Regions from separate parts of the Sus scrofa genome. Here all the other regions are linked to region 1. A link is a contact called in public Hi-C and promoter capture Hi-C data. All regions are on one chromosome and are shown on one strand. Each heading gives the region's core, a stretch centred on a gene start, on an enhancer-like site or on the middle of the called end of the contact. The rest is flanking DNA. Distances are from core to core; before and after follow the strand shown. Region 1 holds the start of GRTP1 (growth hormone-regulated TBC protein 1). Region 2 holds the start of DCUN1D2 (DCN1-like protein 2). Region 3 holds the start of CUL4A (cullin-4A).

The links. Promoter capture Hi-C pulls out the DNA fragments that hold promoters and counts their contacts. A called contact is a pair of places that touch in the nucleus more often than the background predicts.
Region 2: a contact with region 1 is called in a promoter capture Hi-C map of fetal skeletal muscle, with 4 times the contacts expected there. The contact joins the promoter of DCUN1D2 here to the promoter of GRTP1 in region 1. A contact is called at or near these places in 1 of 5 promoter capture datasets (fetal skeletal muscle), 3 of 47 Hi-C or Micro-C datasets (embryonic fibroblasts, psoas muscle and skeletal muscle) and 1 of 2 datasets of contacts at active chromatin or transcription factors (skeletal muscle).
Region 3: a Hi-C map of liver shows a contact between it and region 1, with 5 times the contacts expected there. The contact joins the promoter of CUL4A here to the promoter of GRTP1 in region 1. A contact is called at or near these places in 2 of 5 promoter capture datasets (fetal skeletal muscle and liver), 4 of 47 Hi-C or Micro-C datasets (all in liver) and 2 of 2 datasets of contacts at active chromatin or transcription factors (alveolar macrophages and skeletal muscle).

The regions. Positions count from the first base shown.
Region 1 is chr11:78,635,942-78,640,203 of Sscrofa11.1, forward strand. It overlaps GRTP1 (growth hormone-regulated TBC protein 1), which reads right to left and starts at 1,561. Exons shown (of 9, transcript XM_021065974.1): 1 at 1,389-1,561; 2 at 1,183-1,199; 3 at 1,049-1,180. The coding sequence starts at 1,435.
Region 2 is chr11:78,707,313-78,711,302 of Sscrofa11.1, forward strand. It overlaps DCUN1D2 (DCN1-like protein 2), which reads right to left and starts at 1,414. Exons shown (of 8, transcript XM_021065981.1): 1 at 409-1,414. It overlaps TMCO3 (transmembrane and coiled-coil domains 3), which reads left to right and starts at 1,793. Exons shown (of 14, transcript NM_001267851.1): 1 at 1,793-1,960; 2 at 3,851-3,930.
Region 3 is chr11:78,555,535-78,559,301 of Sscrofa11.1, forward strand. It overlaps CUL4A (cullin-4A), which reads left to right and starts at 1,496. Exons shown (of 20, transcript XM_003131101.4): 1 at 1,496-1,831; 2 at 2,404-2,519. The coding sequence starts at 1,678. It overlaps PCID2 (PCI domain-containing protein 2), which reads right to left and starts at 1,250. Exons shown (of 15, transcript XM_021065973.1): 1 at 1,141-1,250. The coding sequence starts at 1,176.

The DNA.
Region 1 (4,262 bases), core at 311-2,810:
ACCTCTGAGGTCCCCGCAGGCTGACTTAGGAAGCGTTCCCTTACGGGTGTTTTACTAAGCTCTCCTGGCAGTCACAGCCCTGGCAGAGGGAGAGGCCGGGGCGAACCTGCCCACACCAGTCCCTCCGGTATTTCCCAGACACGGCCTGCGGCTGAGGCCGGCCCTCTGGGATCTATCCACCAACCTCTTTAAAAGCAAAAACTGACCTGTCGCCCCCTTGCTTAAAAACTGACTGCTCTCTGCCTGGTCGCGGGCCGGCCGTCTGCCCACCTGTGCCCGGGCAGGGCCTCAGCTCCGCGCCAGACCTCCTCCCAACACTCTCCTGCTCCCTCACACAGCTCAGTCCCTCGTGGGTCGTCATGTGCGGAAGCCCCCTCCGCCCTCTGCCCCTCTGCTTGAGCCCCCTGACCTCCTGGGCACACGTCTGCCCTCACCACCTGCCGGGCAGGTGCCCCTAGTCTGGCCTCTGTCTAGGCAGCATGGGCAACAGTGCGGGCAACCCCTTCGTGCGTTCATTCATTCAACAAACACTGCAGCGATCGCTCCCAATCCCGCAGGCAGGCAGGAACCAAGGATAAAATAAGTAAGCGAAAGGCTGCATAGACAGGAGCAGGAGACAGGCAAGAAGGCAGAAGTGCGGGCCTGTGAGGTGTGACGAGAGGGCCCGAGGGCTTCAGGAGGCATGAGGCCGGGAGCCGGCACCGTGGGCGGAGGAAGAGGTGCGGGTCCACTAAGGACCCGCCTCTCACTCGGAGCGGGCGGGGCGCTCAGTCCAGAGGTGTGCAAGCGCAGAGCCGCGGCCACGCTCATCCTGAGGAGCGGGAAATCAGGTTTCTTCTGGAAAGAAGGCCATGGTCGCCATCCATCTCGAAGGGAAGATAGGAAGCCCTCGCTTCCTGCACAGGCGCATCGGCCTCAGCTGTGAGCCCGCAACTCCTGCGTCAAAGGGCTTCCCGGCCGCCTCCCCCAGGAACCCCGACCCCCGGGGGCACCCTCGGCTGTGACTTGAGCTCCGGGGAGTGGGGGGGCGCTCAGGCTCCGAACTCACCCGTCATACTCTTCTGGACACCACCGCCTCCCTTGAGAAGTTTGGACCATTTTATGGCTCTTCTGGTGAGTATCACCAGGTAGGCGGAGAAAAACTCTTCATAAGCTGCATAATCAAAGTCTTCAGGCCTTCAAACCCGTACGGATCAACCCTACGGCACAAGGAGGCCCGGAGTAAAGCTCCGCGCGCACTTGGGACGGGGACCTGCCGTGCGGAGCTGCGGGCCCGCGTCGGGGGCGCAGGAGGGGGCGACGGGCCGAGCGCGGGCGCGCACGCAGCCCAGGGGCGCGCAGGCGCGGGCACCACCGCACCGGATCCGCACCCGCGCCCGCGCGCCTACCTGGGGACGCGGTCCCGCGCCGCCTGCGCGCGCCCCGCGGTCTCCATGCGGGGAGGGCGGCAGGGGCGCCGGGGCGCGGGCCCGCGGTGCCAAGTCCACCTCCCGGGACTCCCGGGACTCCCGGCGGCTCGCGTCCTTCCGCCGGGCCGCGGGCGCCGGGAGGCGGGACTGGGGCGAGGGGAGGGGAGGGGAATGGGGAGGGAGGGGTGGGAATGGGAGAGGAGGGGAGGGCGGGGCGGGGCGGGGCTGGCGAGGGAGCGGAGGGGCGGGGGGGGAGGGGGAGAGCGGAGGCTGCACCTGCTCCTGCCGCCCCTGCGCAGGGCGGCGACCGGGACTGTTGGAGCCGGGAGCCTGGGAGGGGCCGCAGCCCTGCAGGCCGCCCGGTCCGCAGGCAGGAGGGAGGAGGCCGGTGGGATGGGGGATGGGGGGCCCGGGGGCGGGAATGGAGCTCAGCCTGGCAAAGCTGGCTGAGCAGGTGCGGCGGGGACCACCCCTGCGCCCCACCCAAGGGCCTCCCGGGGCCTCCGGGCCTGGAGCAAAGGTTGGCGATGAATTTGCTGTGGATTCTTGCGACAGCCTTTTGAACCTCAGAACCGCGCAGGTCCAAAGGCCAGAGTTCTGACCCGTGACCGCTGTTTTAATATTCATTGGGCAGAAAAAGATTTTTTCCCTTGCTCTCTCTCCTTCAGCCTTCTCTTCATTCCTAATCCCCGCAGCCCCTCCCCGGGGACATCTGACTCTGGCGGGAGGGGTCCGGTCCCCCACCCCCCCACCCCGTGCCTTCTTCCAGCCTCCAACCAGGGGCCAGGCCTTGGAGCCGGGGCTGCCAAAGTGCTGCTGGATGTGGCGGCCCCAGCCCGCAGGTAGACCGTGGCGCGCCCTGCAGGGCTGCCAGCTGGAGTGACTTGGGGTTAACACCCCAGACGTCTGCTGCTCCCCAAAGAAGGCAGAAGCGGGGGCTTCCTCCTCCGCCACCTCTTCCCACTTTTGTTCGGGAGCACGAGGCGACTCTGGCTGCCTCCGAAGGAACAGAAATGCCTTTTGCTCTGAGGGCGTGTCCACCGTCTCCTTGGGTACTGCAGGGCGGCCTGGCTTTGAACGGTGGCTTCTCCTGGTCGGTCATCATCACCCTGTCTGGACATTTCGATATCGTGGCATGAAGACCACACACCAACTGCTTGCCATATTTAGGAGGCCGTGGAGAAATTGCCCAAACTGCCTGAGAAGTTAAGGTTCTTGAAGATAGGAGGTGCTTTTGTGGCCTCAGCCTTCCACCTCCCAAGGGTCCTTTCTAGAAAACGGATTCAGGACAGTCAGCAAACCAGGCAAAGCGGAAGGACACCGTCCCTGTGCAGGAAGCCCAGCCCCCAGGGCCAGGCCCTTTGGGGAAGATGCCTTTCTCGAACTCCAGACGTGCTCTCTTGCAACACACACCTATGGCAGGTGTGGTGGAGACGGTTCTGCCAGTGTCCGCCGCAAGGCCACCTGGGCTGTCGTGAACAGCCTGCTCCTGACATGGGTTTTTCAGGAACGTTCCATCTCAGGACTGAGCAAGGAGCCTGGAGGTCGTTTGGGCACGTCCGGCCCTGTGTCTGTCCGTTTCCGCGGGAGACTCTACGGAATTGGTGGTCTGCTGAGCACGACCCCAGATGCCCCCTGTTGCTCTGGGAAAACCTCCCAGCCTTCAGCTCAGGTCACAGCATTTTGCTTTTGAGACTCAGTGTCCTTTTCAGAGACCCTGCTCTGGGCCACCTCCTTGGCCTCCCCACCAGGCGCGTCCATCAGCAGACCCCAGTCCACAGTCCACTCGCCCTTCGACCGGCTCAGGCCTCCCGGGCGCGCGCTGCCTCCACCTGTGCTGCTCTGACAGCCACAGGCACGTGCCCCCCCCCACCCCGTTCTTCCTTCTCCTTTCCTTGCGGCTCCTCGGCCGCTCAACAGGGCTGCTGCCAATGGAAGCAAATGACTCCCTGATCTCTGTCCCGTTCTGATCTTTCTTTGGGCCCGAACCACGTTTCCCCTCCCTGTCCCCATCCCCAAGAGCATGTCCAGCACGGCTGCCCCCCTTCTTTTGTGCCCCAGCTTGCAGCCCTGTTGGCCGCAACTGCCACCAGCCTGGCGGGCCTGGCAGACGCTTCTTGCTCCCTCATGGCCGCTCACTCCTGCCCTTTCCAGGCAGATTCCAGCCGCTCTGCCCCGCCACGTCCTCACAGCCCCCCGGTCCCGGTCCTGGTCCTGTGGCTGCGATGCCCTGACAGAGCACAGACCGCGGACGTGTGCACTTGGACTTGAGCGTGATGGCAGTGCCCCCAGGGTAGTGGGGGCCAGATGGACTGGGGGAGAGCGTTAGGTAAGGTTGGGCCGCCCTCCAGGGAGAGTGGAGGCAGAGACAGAGGCCAAGCCAAGGGAGGTGGTCAGGAGCCAGAAGGCGGTTTCAGAGCTGCCGCCCTGCCCCCAACCCCTGCCCGAGCTCCCCGCTCAAGAGCCAGAGGCGGCCAGACCCCTGTGTCTTCGGTGACCCTCTGTCCACCTCCAGATGCCAGGGCACCTGCTCCAGCCAGATGCCCCGCCCACAAAGCCAGCGATGGTCCCCGACGGGAGACCCACGTGGAGGAAGGGAGCAAACTGTGCCTGACCCCCAGAGCCAGTGTGGCCCTCGCTGGGGCAGCTGGCTCTGGTGTCCCCGAGCCTGCGGTCAAGCTGTGTGAGGACTCCACACCCAGGGCCCGCTCCTCTGGGAGGCTGCACTGAGGGCCGCCCCAGGCCGCTGTGCGGTGGCTGTCGGCCACCCTCTCCCTGCGGGAACTCCCCGTTCTCGATGTAGGAGCTGCTGCCCTTGGGAGTGGGATGCGCTGTCAGAACACTGCGGCTCCG
Region 2 (3,990 bases), core at 164-2,663, 71 kb after region 1:
TGTCCTCACACCGCCACTCCGCTCCCGACAGTCCTCCTGGAGCATCTGCCTCCTGCTTGAAACCCTCTCCTGGCCTCCACTCCCATTTGGACAAAGACTGCCCTTCCTTCCCGGCCCTCGAAGGGCGCCACCCTTGAGGCGCAGCCAAAGGGCTGGTTCCAGTTCCCTCCACAGTCTCCTGCTCGGTCCCTTTTCCCTGGTTCTCCGGGCTCAGCCAGGCCATCCTGATGCCTGGATGCAGCACCTAGCCTGCCTTTCCACCAGGCTGCCCTCCCACCCAAACATTCTAGAGAGTTCAACTCCCACCGTGTTTCTGCGGCTAAGCCTTCACACCTGGGCATCGGACATGACGTTGTGTCCTCTGCACTACAGGAGTCCCTGAAACCAGTGTCCCTCCCTGGCACTTACCAACTGCAAAAAAGTGGTTGTGTGTTCCGTGCCTGTCCTTCCTGCCAGGTCACCAGCTCCATCAACGCCAAGCACACGTCTGTCTTGCTCAGCACGGAGCTCAGCATCTTATACACAGCAAGCACCGGGTTCACTGAAGGGTCGCCCAAACCCATCCACGGCCTCGTTTTCACGACACTTCGAAGTCGCTGTACATTTCCTAACACTTCTCTGTGAACCCCAGATCCATCGCTGACTCCTGTATCTCCCCTGCTCCCGCATCTTCTTCCTGCACAACCGGCCGGCCTTGGACAGGTTCTGCTTTGGTCACGCACGTCGGCATCTGCTCGCACCTCCAAGCCCGGACGACACGCCTTTCTTTGCTCCTCCTCCCTTTCTGACCAGCTCTGTGCAAGGCCTCGCCCTTCTTGCCTCTCATCCCTCTTATTCCTACAGATGGTCTCCGTCCAAGTCCTCACCTCCTGCGGCCCAGGCTATTCCCACAGCCTCCCGGCTGGTCTCCCTTACATGGGATCCTGACCCACTCAGACCCACCTGTCCTCCCGACAAAAGGTGATCGCTTCGCACGCACTGCTCCCTCTCAAAAGCCTTCCACAGCGCCCGTTCTCGACCCTGACGTCCACGTTCCGGCCACTCTGGACTACTGGCCAGGCTCAAAGGCGCAGTCCTGCCGCCTGACCTCGGCGGGATGCTGGTGTGCCCCCAACGTCCCTCCCTCCTCGGTCACCTGGCTGCTCACGCTTCCGAAGACGCACTGACCAGAGCCCCCGGCCCGCTCAGTGCCTCCACCTCCTCAGTCAGCAACGCTGCCCCTGGGTCACCGGCCAGGTCCCACCTGCGTGCCTCCCGCCACCGGCGTCCCCACCGCGCCCGAGGCCTTCGCGCCGACCCGGACCCCGACTCTCCCGCAGCCTCCCGGTCAGGTCTCTCCAGAGCCCCTGGCTCCCGCCTCCCAGCCCCCGACCTTCCCCAGCCTAGGTCCCGCTCCCACCCCCGACCTTGGCCAACCCCACCAGCCCTCCCCGACCCCCGGGTGCCCAGGAGGAGCCACGCGGAAGGCGATGGCACGTGCCGCCTACCATTCTCCCCTGGGCGCCCCAGCTTCTCGCTGGCCCCGGCCAACTGCGCAGGCGCCCTGGTCCGGCCGCGCCGTCCCTGTCCTCGGCTCTCGAAACACCTGCCTCGGGAGGCAGCTGCAGGTCAGGCCCGGGGGACTCCAACTCCCGGCGTGCCCTGCTCCGCCCGGGGGCCGACGGGAGCCGGGCACCGCCCCGCCTCCAACTCCCGGCGTGCACCGCGCCTCCCCGGGGCCGCGGAACCCCGCCCCGCCTTCTTGGCGGCGCCGCCTGTTCCTCTAGGCCGCGTCGGCGCAGACGGCTCTCCCAGTGCGCCGGCGGCCGGGCCCTCTGCGCGCCTCACCCAGTCCCCGTCCCCGCCCCGGGGGCGGCCCCACCGCCTGGGAAGGGATGCGGAGAAGGTGCGTCCCTGCCCTCCCCTCGGCTCCCCGCGCCGGAGTGCCGGGCCCAGGACTCACCGCCGCCGGGACGTCACGGTGAGCGCTGCGCGGCGTTCGGCGCGGGGTCCGGGTCCCGCCTGAGGTGCGGTCTCGGGGCTCCCCTCCCAGGGTCGCCTCTTCCGGGGGGGTCTCTCGAGCCGGCCTTTCTCTTTCCCTCCCCGGGGGTCTCCCCTCCCCTCCTCGGGGGTTTCTCCTTACTGAGGGCGTGTTCTCCTCCTCTGCAGGGTCTCTCCTCTCTCGTGGGGTCCCCTCTCCCTGGGCCTTGGTCTCCCCTCTCCCGGGGTCTTCCCGCCCGAGCCTGCTGCTCCCGCCCGCGGGCGTGCGGCAGTGCTGCACCGGAGCGCCCTTTTCCAGACCCGCGCAGCTGGCGGCGGCCCCAGGGTTGCGGCGGGAGCGGGGGCGGGGGGCTCGGAGGGGCTGGGGGGAGCGCCTCGCCGTTCTTGAGTCACCGATGACGCTGCGGACACTGCCGGCCACACCGTTGGACCGTATACACCCTCCAGGCGCCTGCCGCTCGAGTCCCGTGTGCGGAGGAGCCGCTGCTCCAGGATCCCCTCTGGGTCCGGGCCTCCTCGCTGCCCCCAGGTTCCTTTCACATCTCACCTGTGAGCCCCGAGTGAGGCCGTGGGTCACCGTCCACGTGCGGTCAGATCGTGCGCTCGTCCAGGTGAAGGCGGCTGCAGTGAGGCCCTCCCCCAGAGCCCTGAGCTCTCTTTCATTCAGGGTCAGCGGGGGACCGAGCCCAGGAGACGGCCTCTCCCAGGGCTCCGAGCCGGAGGCTGGATGGCAGGGGTTTTAGAGAAGGGGTGCCTGCGGCCCTGCACACCTGGCGCAGAGCGTGGCTGCTAGTCACAGGCAGTGTCGCAGTTCTGATGTTAGCGCTCCCCGGAGTGCGGCAAGATGCCGCAATCTGGGCTCGTAAGCGTTTTTCCTAAAGAACAACCTCTGGTCTGTTCTGTCTGTTTTCCCAAAGCACAGAGGCCTCGACCTGCTCCCTCGGTCTGAGTTCCTCTCAGGGGCACTGGCGGCACCGGCCACAGTGCTCCATGCCTGATCCTCCAGCAACTGCCCGACAAGCAAGGCTCCTCGGTTTACAGCCTTTTCCTATTTGTTTTTCTTATCGTTTTTTGGGTCACAGGATCATACTGGTTCCAAATTTCTCTTTTAATAATCAGTGTTAAAAAGATAGTGTCCTAGTGATTGGATTACTCAATGGAATGTTTGGTTTTTGTGGGGTTTTCTTGTTGGTTTTTTTTTTTTTGTTGTTGCTGTTGTTTAGGGCTGCACCTGCGGCATATGGAAGTTCCCAGGTTAGGGGTTGAATCAGAACTGCAGCCGCCAGCCTACACCACAGCCACAGTAACGCAGGATCCGAGACTCATCTGCGACCTACACCACAGCTCACGGCGACACCGGATCCTTAACTCACTGAGCGAGGCCAGGGATCGAACCTGCAACCTCGTGGATCCTATTCAGGATCATTAACCGCTGAGCCACAAAGGGAACTCCTGGTTTTTGTATGATTAACTTCAAATACTTTAAAACTTGTTTCCTTGTTCCTTTTCTTAATCCATTCTCCAGTTCTTTTACTGATTAGAAATGAACCATAAATTGTTTTGTTTAGGTTTTTTTTATAGTCGGTTTACAATGTCAGTCTCTGCTGTACAGCAGAGTAACCCAGTGGGCCAGGTAAGTGCTCTGTCTTTTTAGAAGTACTCATCATTCGACTTGCCAGAGTGTGCAATGTACTCTTCAGGTGAAGTCCTCTGCAGATTTCGTTGCGACAGATGTGGCTTCCTTGGACCTTTCCATGAGGCCCTCCTTTCTGCCTGTGCAGTGTTGAACCTGGAGGTGCTAGTGAGAGCAGGAAAAAGTCGGATGTTAAACCATCTACTACAAATAACCCTCACGCTTTGCTTTTTCCAGAGGTGCTGCGCCCGTTAACCGTGATCCTGCCACACCCACGCCGCAGGGGCCGGATTTCCTGCCTGGAGCCCTGGTACCAGGTCAGTCCCCGTCCCCGCTCGGCTGGCGGGTCCAGCTGGGTGGGCGGGGCAGACACCTCG
Region 3 (3,767 bases), core at 246-2,745, 80 kb before region 1:
GCAGCACATGGAGGTTCCCAGCCTAGGGGTCTAATCAGAGCTACAGCTGCTGGCTTACACCACAGCCACAGCAACATGGGACCCGAGCTGCATCTGCGACCTACACCACAGCTCACGGCAATGCTGGATCCTTAACCCAATGAGCAAGGCCAGGGATGGAACCCGCAACCTCATGGTTCCTACTCGGATTCATTAACCACTGTGCCATGACGGGAACTCTGTTCTTGTTTGACTTTAAATAAAAACTGATAGTGAAAAATGTTAACTCTGCAAAGCTAAGGCCAAAGTAGACCTGTTCTTAAAGAAAAGGTCTTAGGTCTCAATCAAATGATTGGAAATGAACATATCCTTTAAGTTAAGATAAAAGCATGGATCTGTTTTTTTTTTCCCCCATGATTCCTATCTTAACCAACTTTCTCAATTAACTGAACAACTAATGGTTCCAATCATGTTACACTATATTCAACTGCCAAAGAGATAGCTTGGCTTGGTTGTCAACAGATGCCTCCAACTCAACACGGCCAAAACTACACTTATTTTTCCTTCCCAATCAGTTCTGCTCACGTGTTGCCCAGCTGGAAACCTGGGAATCATTCTTAATTCCTTCCTGTTTGTTCTCCAACCACACAGCCTTATTCACCAAGTCTCCGCAATGTCTCCATATATTCTAAAAACCCACTCTCCCCCTTTCCCTGTCCTGATTACCACGGTTCTAGTTCTGCGAAATAGCATGGCTCAGGGGAAAGACTACAAGCTTCGAATCCACAAAAACATATTTGCGCTCTCCCGTTGCATTTGGAGCCTGTTTAGACAAAACTCCTCAGAGACACAAATCCCAAAGGACATAGGTACGCCGAGCGCCAACACAGAACCCCCTTGCAGTCGAACCACTTGCTTTCCCCGGCTCCTACATCCACCACTGCCTGTCCCCCGTCCCCACACGCCCCTGAATTGAGGGCACGGCCGCCGGGGCTCCCGAGCCCCCAGGGTACACGGTGAGGGCGCCTGCTTCCCGTCTGGCGGCCAAAGGCTCCGGCGCAGCCGGCGAACGGACCCGCCCGGGCCCCAGCCCGCTCCGGGCCGCAGCTCAGGGAAGCGGGAGGTCAACCGGCAGGGGGCCCGATGGTCGGCGAACGTTACCTGCTGCAGGTACTGGTTGAGGGTGATGTGCGCCATGGCCGCGCCTGCAGTGCGGCGGAGCTGCGCGCCCGTCGCCGCCTGCTTGCGTCACTTCCGGGCCGCGGTCCGTCCCGGCCCCGCGCCCCCCGCCCTCCGCGCACCTTGGTTCCGGAGGCAGCCTGTGCGCGGGAACGCGAGCCCCGGGCCGGCATGGCGGCGCGCCCGGGCTGAGGCGGGCTGGGGGCTGCGCTGCGACTCCCCGAACCGCTCGCGAGGCCGCCTCGTCCGCGCCCCAGGTGCCCAGGCCCGCCGGCCGCTCGCCTGCTGCGAGGTTCCACACGGACCGCGGCGGAAGCGGACTGCGGCGCCCGCGAGCTCGGGGCCGGGTCGGGCCGGGTCAGGTCGGGTCGGGGTCCGGCGCGCTCCCGAGGCCTGAGGCGCGCGGTCGGCGTCGGGATCCGGCGGTTGGACCGGGCCGGGCCGGACCGGGGAGCGCAGCCGGGGGAGCGGACAGGCGGGCGCGGGCGGAGGCCCGGGCGGGGCGCTGCGGCCGCGGCCATGGCCGACGAGACCCCCAGGAAGGGCAGCTTCTCGGCGCTCGTCGGGCACACCAACGGCCTCACCAAGCCCGCGTCCCTCGCCGCCGCCGCCGTCACCTCCAAGCCCGGGGGCAGCGGCGGCTCCAAGAAGCTCGTGATCAAGAATTTCCGAGGTGGGTGCGGGGCCGCGGCGGGGCGGGCGGGGGTCGCTTTCCCTCCGCGGCTGTGTCGTCGGGACGGAGGGTTCGGCTGGAGTTAAGTTCGGCCAAGCAGCGCAGGTGTCGTGGTTGGCGAGGCCGAGCCAGAACGAGTGGCAGCCCCTGAAGCGCTGGGTGATGTCGCTTAATTTAATTACTTTCTCCGCTGTCACTGTCGTTATCTGGGAGCAAGCGTCTTCGTCCCACACAGACCTCCCTCCCGACGTTGAGTAATTTAACTCAACTTTAAATCTGGTCGGGGCTTAACTATTCCATGTTTGTTTATTTGTAACGTCTCCTTACTTAGAAGACTACATGTGTGTGTCCTAAGTATCAACACTGCAAGTATTTACCCAGCAAAAGAGAGACATTGTGGTCACATAGTCTCTAAGCCAAGGAAGGTGTAAACACAGTGCTTCCTTTGGGGAAGAGCTACTGCCCGTATTCGTCACCTAGGTGTCTTTGAGTCCTTTTTTGTAGAGTTTTTTTTTAAGGTGTGTGACTCTTGGCATGATGCCCTTCCCCACTCACTGTCTCTGGATTTACAGACAGACCGAAGTTGCCTGATAACTACACTCAGGACACCTGGCACAAGCTTCACGAGGCGGTGAAAGCCATACAGAGTAGTACCTCCATCAGATACAACCTGGAAGAGCTCTACCAGGTAAGACTCCACCTTTGCAAACAGCGGGGCTCCTTAGGATTCTCACCTAATTTCTTCAGGGAGAACGTCCAGGCCTGGGGGCCAGCATCTTGTTTTTCACTTACCGTTTTTTGCAGCTGTCCAAACCACACGGTTGTGCACTTCCACGAAATGTGACACGGGTGCGGATTCCGTGGGCCTCAGTATTGTCTCAGCGAAGGAAATACTAGAAATCCAAGTACAGGCCTCCGGCAGAAACAGTGGGAGTTCTGCGAGAGGACGTCCCCAGGGTCAAGGAGGATTTTCGGGTTTTGGCGCTTGTGGGATTTTTATTTTCTTTTCAGGCTTCAACTGTCTAGAAAGGCATTTAAAGTTAATTCATCACAGGAAAGCCATATGTTTCTGTGAGCCATGCGACTCTGTTTTCCAAATATGCAGCAAATGTTATTAAAATTCCAAGTTACGTTATATATAAAATTCTCATGACAGTTTCACTTGTAGATTTTCCCTGTCTTCATTGTACTTTGTGATTAATTATTGCGGTTAAAATGTGCAAACAGGTTTTGTTTCATTTGATTTAAATTAATGATGTTCTTGTTCTAACATAAGAAAAAATGGTCGAAAGTATGTTTCACGGTTGGATATTCCACTTACAAGCAGACTGGTTTTTCTTTTCTGGTATCTTAAAGACTAACAATTTGTCAGCTGGGCCTAATATCACCCACGTTTTAGGTAATGACAGTACAATTTCTATTAGGAGACTTGGATTTTAAGTTTTTTCTTTTTCTGTAAGTGATTACATTGTAAAATTATGGAAACTATAAAAAATACAAGGAAAACAATTGAAAACCAACAAAATTAGAAACCGTTGTTGTGCAGCGGAAGCAGATCTGACTAGGAACCATGAGGTTGTGGGTTCGACCCCTGGCCTCGCCCAGTGAGTTAAGGATCCGGCGTTGCTGTGAGCTGTGGTGTAGGTTGCAGATACAGCTTGGATCTGGTGTTGCTGTGGTTGTGGTGTAGACCGGCAGCTGCAGCTCTAATTTGACCCCTAGCCTGGAAACTCAAGTATGTCCCACGTGCAGCCCTAAAAAGCAAAAAAAAAAAAAAAAAAAAAAAAAATCACCTATTCTCCCACCACCCAAAGAAAACGTTGACAATTTGAGGGACATATGTCCCTTCTTTGTCACAAGTTTGTGTGAATTTATTGTATTTTTTTTAAACTCTTTGAATTTTATTGTATTTATAGTTGTATAACCATCCTTAGAG